Regions from separate parts of the Mus musculus genome. Here regions 1, 2 and 4 are each linked to region 3. Evidence: chromatin contacts called from public HiChIP or PLAC-seq and promoter capture Hi-C data. All regions are on one chromosome and are shown on one strand. Each heading gives the region's core, a stretch centred on a gene start, on an enhancer-like site or on the middle of the called end of the contact. The rest is flanking DNA. Distances are from core to core; before and after follow the strand shown.

Region 1 (2,720 bases), core at 85-2,584, 500 kb before region 3:
CTTTTTAACTGTTATTTTATGTAAATTAAAAAAATTGTACATGGATTTTTTTTTTTTTTGCCTGCATGTCGGTATGTGCATTATGTCTGTGTCTGTTTCTAGTGGAGGCCAGACGAGGGTGTCAGATTCCTGGAACTGGAATCACTGATGGTTGTGTGAGTTGTCATGCAGGTGCTGGGAACCAAATTTGAGTCGGCTCCCAAGGCAGCAAGTACTGAGCCATTGGTCTAGGAGAAAAAAAAAATTAAAGTAAAAATAAACCTACAGTTGTAGCCATCCGCAAAACACTTGCTTGGCTTAATGGAACTGTAGACTTGACCCTCTGTAACGTACAGAAATAAGCACGAGAGGGTGAGAACGCCTTTATGAGGCAGAAGTGTCGACTCATCTTTCACTGGCACTGGGATTCTTCCAGAGTTGGGATCTGCGATGCTTTCTGCTTTGTTTTGTTTTTTTGTTTTTTTGTTTTAGTTTTTTTGTTTTGTTTTGTTTTGTTTTGTTTTTCGAGACAGTGTTTCTCTGTATAGCCCTGGCTGTCATGGAACTCACTCTGTAGACCAGGCTGGCCTTGAACTCAGAAATCTGCCTGCCTCTGCCTCCCGAGTACTGGGATTAAAGGCACGCGACACCACGCCCGACTGCGATGCTTTCTAAAATATGGGTTTTCACTACAGCCTAAGAATTCAGGTGTAACAGCCACTGAACCTTACCACGGTGTGCTTCCCTGAGCACTGTGGCCTTTTGCTTAAAAAGAATATCACAAAGTGATAGCAAATGCCAGGAAGTTGGAAGAACTTTTATGACACAGTTGTCAGTGAGGATTGGGAAGGTAGTAGCGTGTATCCTAGCAGGAGGGAGGCTGAGACAGGAGGAACATCAAGAGTCTGTAGCCAGCATACAAAACTATAGAAACTATAGAAAAAGATTGCGGCTCTCTTTCCTCTTACTGGTTGGAGTAGAGAAGTGATATTTATATCAGCCAATGAGAAATTTTTACGGAATTAACTAGTGTCAAGTGACAATCCAGTGTTGAAGAATGGATCCCTTACACCCTTGGCAGGTTGACGTTTCTGCGACCAATAAGCCAACCCGAATCAACCTAGTGAGCTGAGGCCTCAGTGTCTTTTCCAGAGACCCCGCCTTCCCGGTCTGACAACCCGGTTTGACTTCTATTGGCTTTCACTTAAGAGTGACAGTTTTATTACCCAGTGAATTTGTGAGATTAGCCCTTCCTCGTGCCTTTTTTATTGGCTCACGTTCTTGAGTGGCAGTGCTTTGAACCAATTGGATATAGCAGTAGGGTTGCGGACTCCGCCCCGGAGGCCGGGAGGGTTGTTCGCTCGGGTCGGGTGTCGCCTGAGAACCGGATGAGGCGGCGACTCTGAGGCCGAGCCGGGAGCGGGCGTCGCGGCGAAGGGGAGACCGGGCGGGCCGGCAGAGCAGAGCAGGAGGAAGCAACGGCCACAGACACATCGGAACCGAGAGTCTTAGTCGGGGGATCCGCGCGGCGGAGGCGGACACCATGGGCAACCGCGGGATGGAAGAGCTCATCCCGCTGGTTAACAAGCTGCAGGACGCCTTCAGCTCCATCGGTCAGAGCTGCCACCTGGACCTGCCGCAGATCGCCGTGGTGGGCGGCCAGAGCGCCGGCAAAAGTTCGGTGCTCGAGAACTTCGTGGGCCGGTGAGCGAGCGCGCCGGCGGCGGTTCTGGGGCTCCGGCCGGGAGGGCGGGCGGCGGCCTAGGGCGCGGAGGGCGGGCGGGGAATGGCGGAACTGCGGCTCGCGGACGCCGCAGCACCGGTGGCAGTGGATAAGGTCTGGGGCAAGAGTCTCCATGGCTTTCCGCAGGGACTGGAGATGCAGATCCAAGTCTGGGACTAGTCGATGATAGTGGGCGGTGTTTGGGGCAAGACGGTCAGTGCCGACCCCTCTTGGTGCTTCTAGTTCCGGCTATGGCTGGGCAACTCTGACATCGCTTTACCTGTAGTCCGGGATAGATCCACTCCTCTTTCCTTCTGCTACCTGGAAATCTTAGTGTGTGTGCTAAGATGTTGAAGATAACACTTGCCACTTAGCCATCCATGGGGAATGACCCCTGGGGTCTGTCTGGCCAGTTATTTTCTGGAGCCTGCTCTCTTGCCTGGTTAGCTGGTTATCTGTTCTAGACAGGCTTCCTACCGGCACCATTTGGTTGTCCCATCTGTCCAAACTCACTCTGAAGTCCACCGTTGTCTGGCTAGCCATCTAAGGTGACCTCTCGTGTGCAAATGCCCATCTGTGCCCCTTATTTACGTGAGTTGGCCTCTGCCATCTGACTGGCTGAACTTTGGGAGCCTCCTGTTATCTGGTTCTCTTGGGCCGACTGGCTCTTTGAATCCATCCATTAGTCTGTTCTCCATTCCCACCCAGGCATCCCTGCCTGTCCATCCTCTCTGAGTGACAGAGGTTGGAGAACTTGGGAAGAAACATTCTTTAGGATTCTTTCTTGGGCTAGGATCCCCTAACCTAGAGCTTCCCAGTTGGAATGCTCTCTAGATAGCTCTGGGAGCCTCAGCTTGTTCCATCTGTCCAGTGGGCAAATTCCACTTGCAGCTGTTTGTAGGATCCAGGAAGTGAGTGAAGGAGGGATGTTGATTTACTCCTGTCCCCTCCCCCTCTGCCTCTCCCCGCAGCAGCACTTCTCCATTCCAGGAAGTGTTCCATGTATGATGCTGCAGTG
Region 2 (2,795 bases), core at 75-2,574, 480 kb after region 3:
GCTGACGACCTGAGTTCCATTCCCAGAACCCATTTGGTGGAAGGAGAGAACTGACTCCTGCAAGTTGTCCTCTGACCTCCACACATAAATCAAGGCATACAAGTGCTTACACACACACACACACACACACACACACACACACGCACAGAACTGTGTTGAAGATACTCTGTGCCCTGCATTATTAAATATTCAGCTGAGATTATTTATGTAAAAATAAACAAGCACATCCATCTCAGTGTGAAATTAGCTTTCATATTCTAAAATGGTAAAATTCTATATATACAAATAATAGATTTAAAGTAAATTTATGATTTAATTATTCACTATCAACTTCTCCCTCTCAAAACCCCTTTATGCAACCTCAGATATATACATAATATAATATAGATATAATATAGGGTGGCTTCAAGCTTATAGAGGAATTGGAACATCTTGATCCTCCTGCTTCTACCTCCTGAATGCTGGAATTAGAGATGTGTACCACCAGGCCAGGTTTGTATAGTACTGGGGATTAAATTCAGGGGTCTCTGAATGCTAAAGAGAGCCCTTCACCATCTGAGCTACACCCACAGTCTGTTTCCTTTTTCAATTCAGTTTAAAAAAAATTGTGTGTATTTCATGAGTGTTTGCGAGTATGGGCCTGGGGAGAGCCAGAGGGATGGGGTGCTCTCGAAGTGGAGTTACATGTAGTTGTGAGCTGCCATGAGGAAACAAACCCAAGTCCTCTGTAAAGTAGTCAGTGTTCTTAACTGCTGAGCCATTTCTCCAGATCTCCTTTTTAAATTAAATATTGCATTTATTTATTTTATTCTTTTTTTTTTTTTAGACATTCTTGTATAGTCAAGATGGTCTCAAAATTCACTATATAGCAATGATGGTCTTGAACCCCTGATCATCTTTGCTGCACATCTCAAGTGTTTGGATAACAGGAGTGTGCCACCATACCTGGCCATTTTTTTCTTCTAAAATCGCCCTATTTATTTCATACCATGTAAATTAGCTGGAAGGTCAGGGGTCTGAATTTGCTCTGGTCAACTAAAACTCAGAATTATTACACCATTTCTATTTCCCTCTACCATCATGAAATGAAGCCCTTTGAGCCTCATACAGATCCCGACCTCCCCACACAAACACCCCAGCCTCTGCGGACCAGCTCCTTGCACGGGTCCGCGTTGTGCACGCTGGGAGTTGTAGTTCGCTTCCCTTCTCTCCCTACGAGCAGGGTGTCAGTCGCAGGAGCGCCTCCAGCGGCGAGCATGTTTGGTGGCGTGGAGTGCGGGAAGAAGGCAGGATCGTCTCCTAGCAACGGGGTTGCAGCGACGTCACCGTGGCGGGTTCTTAGCTCTGAGACTAGGTGGAACCGCCAGAGCGCTTTCCAGCCTCTGGGTAAGACGTGGTCCTCCACCTTGCGCTGCCAGTCCTGCCCCATCTGGTCTCGAGCTGCCTTACGGGAGTTTTCGTCGGTGCGGCCCGCCGGCCTTGGCCTTGGCCTTGGCGGGACGATGCTGGAGTCTATTCGCGTAACGGGTGAGTGTAGGCACTGCTGGCCCAAGTGGCGCGGCTGCAGCGGGTGGAGACCGTTGGGTCTGGGACTCGGAAGACCAGGTGCAGTCGCACAGCCCTAGCCCAGCAGAGGTGAGGGGCAAGAGCTGTGCAATCTAGAGAGTGTAGAGTCCAATACGATTCCAGAGCATTTTAGGTGTGTAGTAAGGTGTTATATTTTCTAGAATGTTCAGAAAAAAAAAAAATCAGCTGTGAAAACACATCTCTACATTTCAGTGTATGTTGTGTATTTTTGTTTGCATTTATTAGCAAACATTTTGAATTGATGTTATTAATAAGAGCAGGTGTTTAGATCCAAGGTTGGAAAGTTTGTCTTTCATTTTTGAATAGATATGCATATTAGCCCTATTTAAATCTTTAATAATATTAAACAGTTCCAGAGTCATTTTCCTAGCATTTGATTCTGCATGAAAACATTTCTGCAGGACAGATACCAAAACAACGGAATAAAGGGAAATAGCTAATTCCCACAGTAGAGTCAAAAATAAGCCTAGAACTTTTAGCTTCAGGCTATTGCAGTACCCAGTAGACCAATTTTCCAAATTAGTTGTTTTGAACCCCTGACCCTCCTGCCTCAGTCTCCCCAGTGCTAAGATATGGACATCAATAGCTAAAACCATTCTTTAAGTTAGCATACAAAGTAAGAGGTTTCATTATGGTACTTTGAAACTCCTTTCATTATATGTTATTGCAGAACTTTTTAAACTGAAAAACTAAATTATTTTTAAGTGAAACTACTTTCTCATCTTAATTTTTTTACACTGTTTGCTGTTCAGTGTTATAAAACACAGAACCTACTGTTGTGCGATTGCGATAACCTACAGACTATTCCACTGTTATGTTGACAGGAGACATGCAGTTATAAAAGCCAAGATCTTAGAGGCCACTTAAATTGGCATTAGGCTTTTTAAAATTGTGATTTGATGTAGATATAACTCTTTCACCTTAAAACACATTATCAGAGGCAGACGCAGGTGAGCTTAGTCAGCCTGGTCTACAGAAGTTCCAGACCAGCCACTGATACCCTGTCTCTAAAAACAAACAAACAAAACTCCCAAAACAATACAATGTCAAAACGTTGCTTTAAAACATCAAGCCTGGCAGAAGAGTGGCAAATATGAGGATGACTCAGTGGTCCGTGTGCATGCAGCTGCGTAGTCGGGCTGATGGGATACTTGCTTACTAGAGACCAGGATCGAACAGGAGATGCCAGAAAGAAATGCATTCTTATG
Region 3 (2,754 bases), core at 204-2,703:
AATCCAGGCTCGCTGTGGTGCCAAGATGCAGAGGTTGATGAAGGCACAGCCCAAGGAGACGTGAAAATAGACTGGGAAGACCTTGCTCTGCACCAGTCCAAATGTGTGCCGCGGGAGGCTCCGAAAAAGCAGGAAGCCTGGGAGGTGGAGGGCCACAAACACCGTTAGGTTGCTTCCGGGTCCCCCTCCTACTCAGTCCTCACTCTAAATAACAGGTTGGAGGGTCCCTACCTGAGATAAAGGTCACCCACACCTGCATGCCCCAGGCACCAGACAAGACCAGCAAGTGGATGACTTTAATCAGACTTCCCGGGTCCTCTCCTTTTTCCATTCTGCAGCCCTGGGAAGGAAACAGTGGTGACTCAGCTTAACCTTCGACCCCCGAGCTTTGAGGCCTTGGCAGAGAGTGCATAGGGCCAGCCTCACACTGGTGCAAAGATGAGAGAAAACAGCCTGGAAATGGCAGTTGGAAGACCCAAAGTAGACCCTAGACAATCTCAAGCCCAACCAGTCGATCTGGGCTCAGGCTTGGGGCTGGAATCGTGGCTTTGCGGTCAGGGACTTTGTTGGTGCTGGCCTTACATGCTATCCTCCATACTTGCAAAATAATAGTAATAATAATAAGTAAATAATATCACCCAACATGAAGGCTTGTACCTGTAAATCCCCAACACTTGGAAGACGGAGACAGGGGAGTTGCCACTTTTCTAGCTCAAAGTTAGAAAAAGATTCCTCAATTCCAAAAAGCCTTTAAAGACGTAGAAACTGGCCTGGTGATTCACAGTTGTAACCCCAACATATCAGAGGGTGATGCAGGAAAATCACTGAGTTTGAGGACTGCCTGACATACTGTGAGACTCTCTCAAAATAAGGAAGCAAGCAAACATCTCAGGTCCAGCTGAGCAAATGGCTCAGCGGGCAGAGCGTTTGCCTCACGTGCAGGAAGCCTCGCGTTCCGTCTCCAGTTCTGCATAAAACAGGTTCTGGTTCTAGTCTGTCATTCCAGCACAAAAGTAGAAACAGGAGGGGCAGGAGTTGGAAGCCAACCAGAGATACATGAGACCTTGTCTCAAAACCAAAATTCTAGAACAAAAGACTCTCTCTAAACCACAATGTCCACTGCACCCCAAAAGCTTGAATCCCAGCAGCTCAAGTTCACATACTTAGGTTTTCAGGGATTACCCTAGCTCTGCAGACATCTAAGAGCCCTCATCCGGAACCCGAGATATTCTAAGAACATCCCAAAACACCCCCGGAGCCCCATCTGACCCCACCGTTGGAGCACACGAGCTCAGGCGTAGGGACCAAGAACCGTGGCAGCTCCAGTGCAGCTCCGGCTTGCCTGAGATTTCCCAGGTTTTCTTCCGCCCCGCAGGCCTCGCCCCACCTCCCAGCCAGAGCCAATGAGATCACAGCTCTCACTCCTCTGGACTCTCCCACTTAGGGATTGCCCAGTTGGCTTGCGGGAATCAACTGGCCATCTCGCCTCTCCGGACTTCATCCAGTCTCACCGAAGATGCGCAGGCGCCAATGAGCTCCGCGCCTGAGCGGAGTGAACGGGCGTGGCTTATGGGAGGACCACGCCCTTCTCTGTGACTCCACCTTTGGCCTCCCCTCGTTTTCCAACGATGGTGTCCTCAGGGGATCAAAACTTCAGCGTCACAGCTGGGGACTGGCTTCGTGGTCCCTGATGGGAGAGCATGAACGGGTGGTATGCTGTAGTAGGTGGGAATGGAAGAGAATGGGGAGACTGGAAGGGTGTTAGATTGACAGAACAAGGGGTTAGGACTAATAGCAATGGTTAAGCTTCCAAGCTCGAAAATTTTTCTGGAGAAGGGGACAGCTGAAGATTCAATTGGGGTTGTGGGGAGGGCAGGCAAGGTTGGGGACCTTCTGGTGGTGACGCTCAGAAATGTGTCTTTCCTTTCCCGCTCTAATCTTCGAGGGTATCTGTGGTCCTCAGGTGACATTCTAGAACAAATTTCATTTACAAGCATTGGACTAAATCTGTGTAATCAGGGCAGCCCAATATAGTATATATAATTTTTTCCCCTCCCAGATAGATTCTCACTGTGTAGCCATGGCTGGCCTGGAACTAGCTTTGTAGACTAGGCTGGCTTGGAACTCAGGGACCCCCTGAGTTCTGGGATTAAAAGGGCTGAACTACCACATCCTGTCCTTTATGTGTTTTGTTTGTTTCAGATTTAAAAAAATTTTTATGTGTATTAACGATTTGCTTGTATATATGTCTGGGCACTGCTTTCGAATCTAGTGCCTGTAGAGGTCAGAAGAGGGCATCAAATCCTCTGGGACTGGAGACACAGACGGTTGTGAGTCACCCTATGGGTGCTGGGAATTGAACCTGGGTACTCAGGAAAAGCAGCTAAACCAACTCTCAAGCCATTTTTTTTTTTAAGGTTTTTGTGACAGGGTCTCTTGCCCTGACTTGACTGAGACTCACTAAGTGGACCAGGCTGGCCTCGAACTCAGAGAGATTTGCCTGCCTTTGCCTCCTGAGTGCTGGGATTAAAGGCATGTGACTACTTTCTGTCCCCTTTTTAAATATAAAGCCTTGTTATCCTTGTTGTGCATGAGACATGTCTTACGAGTGCGTGTGTCATGGCACGCACGGCAGAGGACAACTTTACGCAGTTGGTTTTCTCTTCCCACCTTTAAGCTGGTCACTGGGCATCCGTTTGGGTTTACCTCTCCTCTGACTTTCACTTCTGCCAATACTGAGGAGATTCTGGCTGG
Region 4 (2,700 bases), core at 111-2,610, 300 kb after region 3:
AACTACAGCTTACAGCATTCCAGGAAGGTACCTGGTCCCCAGGCAGGTGGGGCTTACACGTTAATTTGGGATATTACAACATGACAGATTTAAAATGTTGTTGGTCTTCTATTTGGTTATTATACTCTGAATGTTAATACAGAATGAATGAAAACAGTATAATTACACATCTGCATGAAAGGGCCATAATGCAACTCATTACTCTGAGCATTAGCCGTGGTTTTAATAAAAAAGTTTTGCAGTACTGTTTTAAATTTTGTGTTAAAAATTGCTTCTCGGGCTGGAGAGATGGCTCAGTGGTTAAGAGCACTGACTGTTCTTCCAAAAGGTCCTGAGGTCAAACCCCAGCAACCACATGGTGGCTCACAACCATTCTTAATGAGATCTGACGCCCTCTTCTGGTGCATCTAAAGACAACTACAATGTACTTAGATATAATAATAAATAAATCTTAAAAAAAAAAAAAGAAAAGAAAAGAAAAAAAGAAAAGAAAAAAATTGCTTCTCAGCGGGGCGTGGCGGCTCATGCCTTTAATCCCAGCACTCAGGAGGCAGAGGCAGGTGGATTTCTGAGTTCCAAGTCAGCCTGGTCTACAAAGTGAATTCCAGGACAGTCAGGGCTACACAGAGAAACCCTGTCTCGAAAAAAACCAAAAAAAAAAAAAAAAAAATGCTTCTCATGTAAAGCCCCAGAGGGGCTTTACCTGCTGGAAGACCCCAAGTGAGACAAGATCTATGTTTATTTTTTCTGGTGCGCAGGGATCGATCTTCAGCAGTCTCTCAAGCAAGAGACAGGGGGCGATCCCGGTTCTAGCTTACAAGCACCGTATACATTTTTTTTTTTTTTTAGAGGGCAGATTACAGTAACAGCTTCTAGGCACTTGGTGATGGATGGCTAGACCTTTTGTCTGGTTGGCTGGGTGATATCGGGTCATCCTTGGAGAGTACCTTCGTTCCCCAGAGGGCCCAGGTAGCCTTCAGCCAGCACTTTTTTTTTTTTTTTTTTTTTTTTTTTTTTTCTGGTATGTGTTTTGTCAGAGTCGGTCTGGGTTGGGTCAGAGTTGCTTAATCTTATCATTTATCCACAGGTCAGCACCCCCCACCCACCCCCCGCGCCACACACACACACAGAGAAACACAGAGACACACACAGAGACACATACATCACATCACAGTAAGAAAACTTCACGGGAATTAAAATAAATTATTGTGATACCGTTTTTCTGTCCGCTAAGACTTTCCGTATGATCAGACAGCCTTATGCCCTTTGCTACGCCCCGCCTTCCGTCATCGATTGGTGACTTTGACTGTCACTCAGGCCCTGTGACAGGACCGCTCTGAAATGAGGAAGTGGGGTGGATTTAGAAAGTTCAGAGGAGGTCTGAGCCTGCCATCTTGGGTCCTGTGGTCCCCAGGCGTCCGTTGCGGGAAGTTGTGCTGGTGGCGGAGACCGAGTCACAGGACGCTCCCAGTCCCATCATGGTGAGCTCGGCGCGGCGTCCCTGTGGAGCCGGTGTGGATGGCTGTGGGATGGGGGCTGGGCGGGCTCAGGGCACCCCGGAGCGTCCTATCGCGCCCCGACCATGCGTGGGGACTCGAGCTGGCTGCAACGCCCTGCACAGCTCTGCCACCCACAGGCAAGAGACAGGAATGCCTGACCGCTGGGTCGCTTCAGCGCCGGTGTCACACTAGGAACTCTGGGCTTCCGTTTACCTGCAAGGTTGGGATGGGGAACTCTGCGCCCTGTCTGGAAACTCTCGGAAGCTGGGTGCAGGGAGCTGGGTCTAGTAGGGGTGACTCTCCATCTGTCTGTCACTCTGGGATAGGCCTGTCAGTGTCCTGGCTGTCACCAATCAGGAACTTTATAGACTTGGGAGATGTTGATAGAACCCATCCTTAGGATGGATGAGAGACTAGTGGGTCTGAAAGGATCCCCGAGGATTAAATATTTTTGCGCATTAATTGGAGGAAGTGGGGAAGATAAAAATTCAGTTCCTTGTCCTAAACAGTAGTTTTAAAGTATCTGATAGACTTAATCTTAAAATTGCTGAGGTACAGGAATAGCCACGCATTGGATGTGTGTGGTGCAGACTGTGACGTGGTACCGAGGAGCAGAAGGCAAGGGGGAAGCAGTATGACTGTGAGATCTCTTCAGGCCCTGAGTTGCTCTTTTTTTTTTTTTTTTTTTTTTAAGATTTATTTATTTATTTATTATATGTAAGTACACTGTAGTTATCTTCAGACACACCAGAAGAGGGCGTCAGACCTCGTTACGGATGGTTGTGAGCCACCATGTGGTTGCTGGGATTTGAACTCGGGACCTTTGGAAGAGCAGTCAGTGCTCTTAATCGCTGAGCCATCTTGTAGGACCCCAAGAAGGAGCCCCCCACTCAAGTCTCAGGTCGCGGGGTCACCCAAAGAAACATGAGAGACCTTCTTGAGGCAGCTTTAATGGCCGAGCTCCGGGTCAATCAATACGTATCTCACTCAGGAGACAGAGGAATCGACCCTGAGACTCAAAAACTCAGGGTTTTGATAGGGTAGGGTCTAGGAAGAATTGGCGCGGTAGTGAGCAGAGTAGTACCGGGGCGTATAAGAATTCTAAAGCCGGGGGCTTATCAGAGTCGACAATGCATCTGGTTAATGTTTCAGCTTTTAACTATGCTCTCTATAGAAAGGGGGGCAAGCAGGAGGCGCCGGG

What was found. Promoter capture Hi-C pulls out the DNA fragments that hold promoters and counts their contacts. HiChIP or PLAC-seq counts read pairs in DNA pulled down with a chosen protein or histone mark. Capture Hi-C pulls out chosen DNA fragments and counts their contacts.
Region 1: a promoter capture Hi-C map of pancreatic islet shows a contact between it and region 3. The contact joins the promoter of Dnm2 here to the promoter of Ccdc159 in region 3. A contact is called at or near these places in 3 of 39 promoter capture datasets (cranial neural crest, liver and pre-B cells), 2 of 115 datasets of contacts at active chromatin or transcription factors (bone marrow-derived macrophages and pancreatic cancer cells) and 2 of 9 other capture datasets (adipose tissue and pancreatic islet).
Region 2: a contact with region 3 is called in a promoter capture Hi-C map of 3T3-L1-derived adipocytes, with 5 times the contacts expected there. The contact joins the promoter of 9530077C05Rik here to the promoter of Ccdc159 in region 3. A contact is called at or near these places in 7 of 39 promoter capture datasets (the 3T3-L1 cell line, 3T3-L1-derived adipocytes, the C10 cell line and 3 more) and 3 of 115 datasets of contacts at active chromatin or transcription factors (bone marrow-derived macrophages, kidney and microglia).
Region 4: a contact with region 3 is called in an H3K27ac HiChIP or PLAC-seq map of embryonic stem cells, with 7 read pairs. The contact joins the promoter of Zfp809 here to the promoter of Ccdc159 in region 3. A contact is called at or near these places in 18 of 39 promoter capture datasets (the 3T3-L1 cell line, 3T3-L1-derived adipocytes, the C10 cell line and 12 more), 2 of 484 Hi-C or Micro-C datasets (muscle stem cells and peritoneal macrophages) and 4 of 115 datasets of contacts at active chromatin or transcription factors (bone marrow-derived macrophages, embryonic stem cells and memory CD8 T cells).

Annotation. Positions count from the first base shown.
Region 1 is chr9:21,423,574-21,426,293 of GRCm38.p6, forward strand. It overlaps Dnm2 (dynamin 2), which reads left to right and starts at 1,335. Exons shown (of 21, transcript NM_001253893.1): 1 at 1,335-1,683. The coding sequence starts at 1,523.
Region 2 is chr9:22,410,223-22,413,017 of GRCm38.p6, forward strand. It overlaps 9530077C05Rik (RIKEN cDNA 9530077C05 gene), which reads left to right and starts at 1,325. Exons shown (of 7, transcript NM_026739.3): 1 at 1,325-1,527. The coding sequence starts at 1,503.
Region 3 is chr9:21,926,018-21,928,771 of GRCm38.p6, forward strand. It overlaps Ccdc159 (coiled-coil domain containing 159), which reads left to right and starts at 1,454. Exons shown (of 13, transcript NM_025977.3): 1 at 1,454-1,711. The coding sequence starts at 1,701. Tmem205 (transmembrane protein 205) reads right to left here and starts at 1,518. Exons shown (of 4, transcript NM_178577.5): 1 at 1,275-1,518; 2 at 232-340; 3 at 1-137. The coding sequence starts at 331.
Region 4 is chr9:22,224,352-22,227,051 of GRCm38.p6, forward strand. It overlaps Zfp809 (zinc finger protein 809), which reads left to right and starts at 1,361. Exons shown (of 5, transcript NM_001164624.1): 1 at 1,361-1,481. The coding sequence starts at 1,479.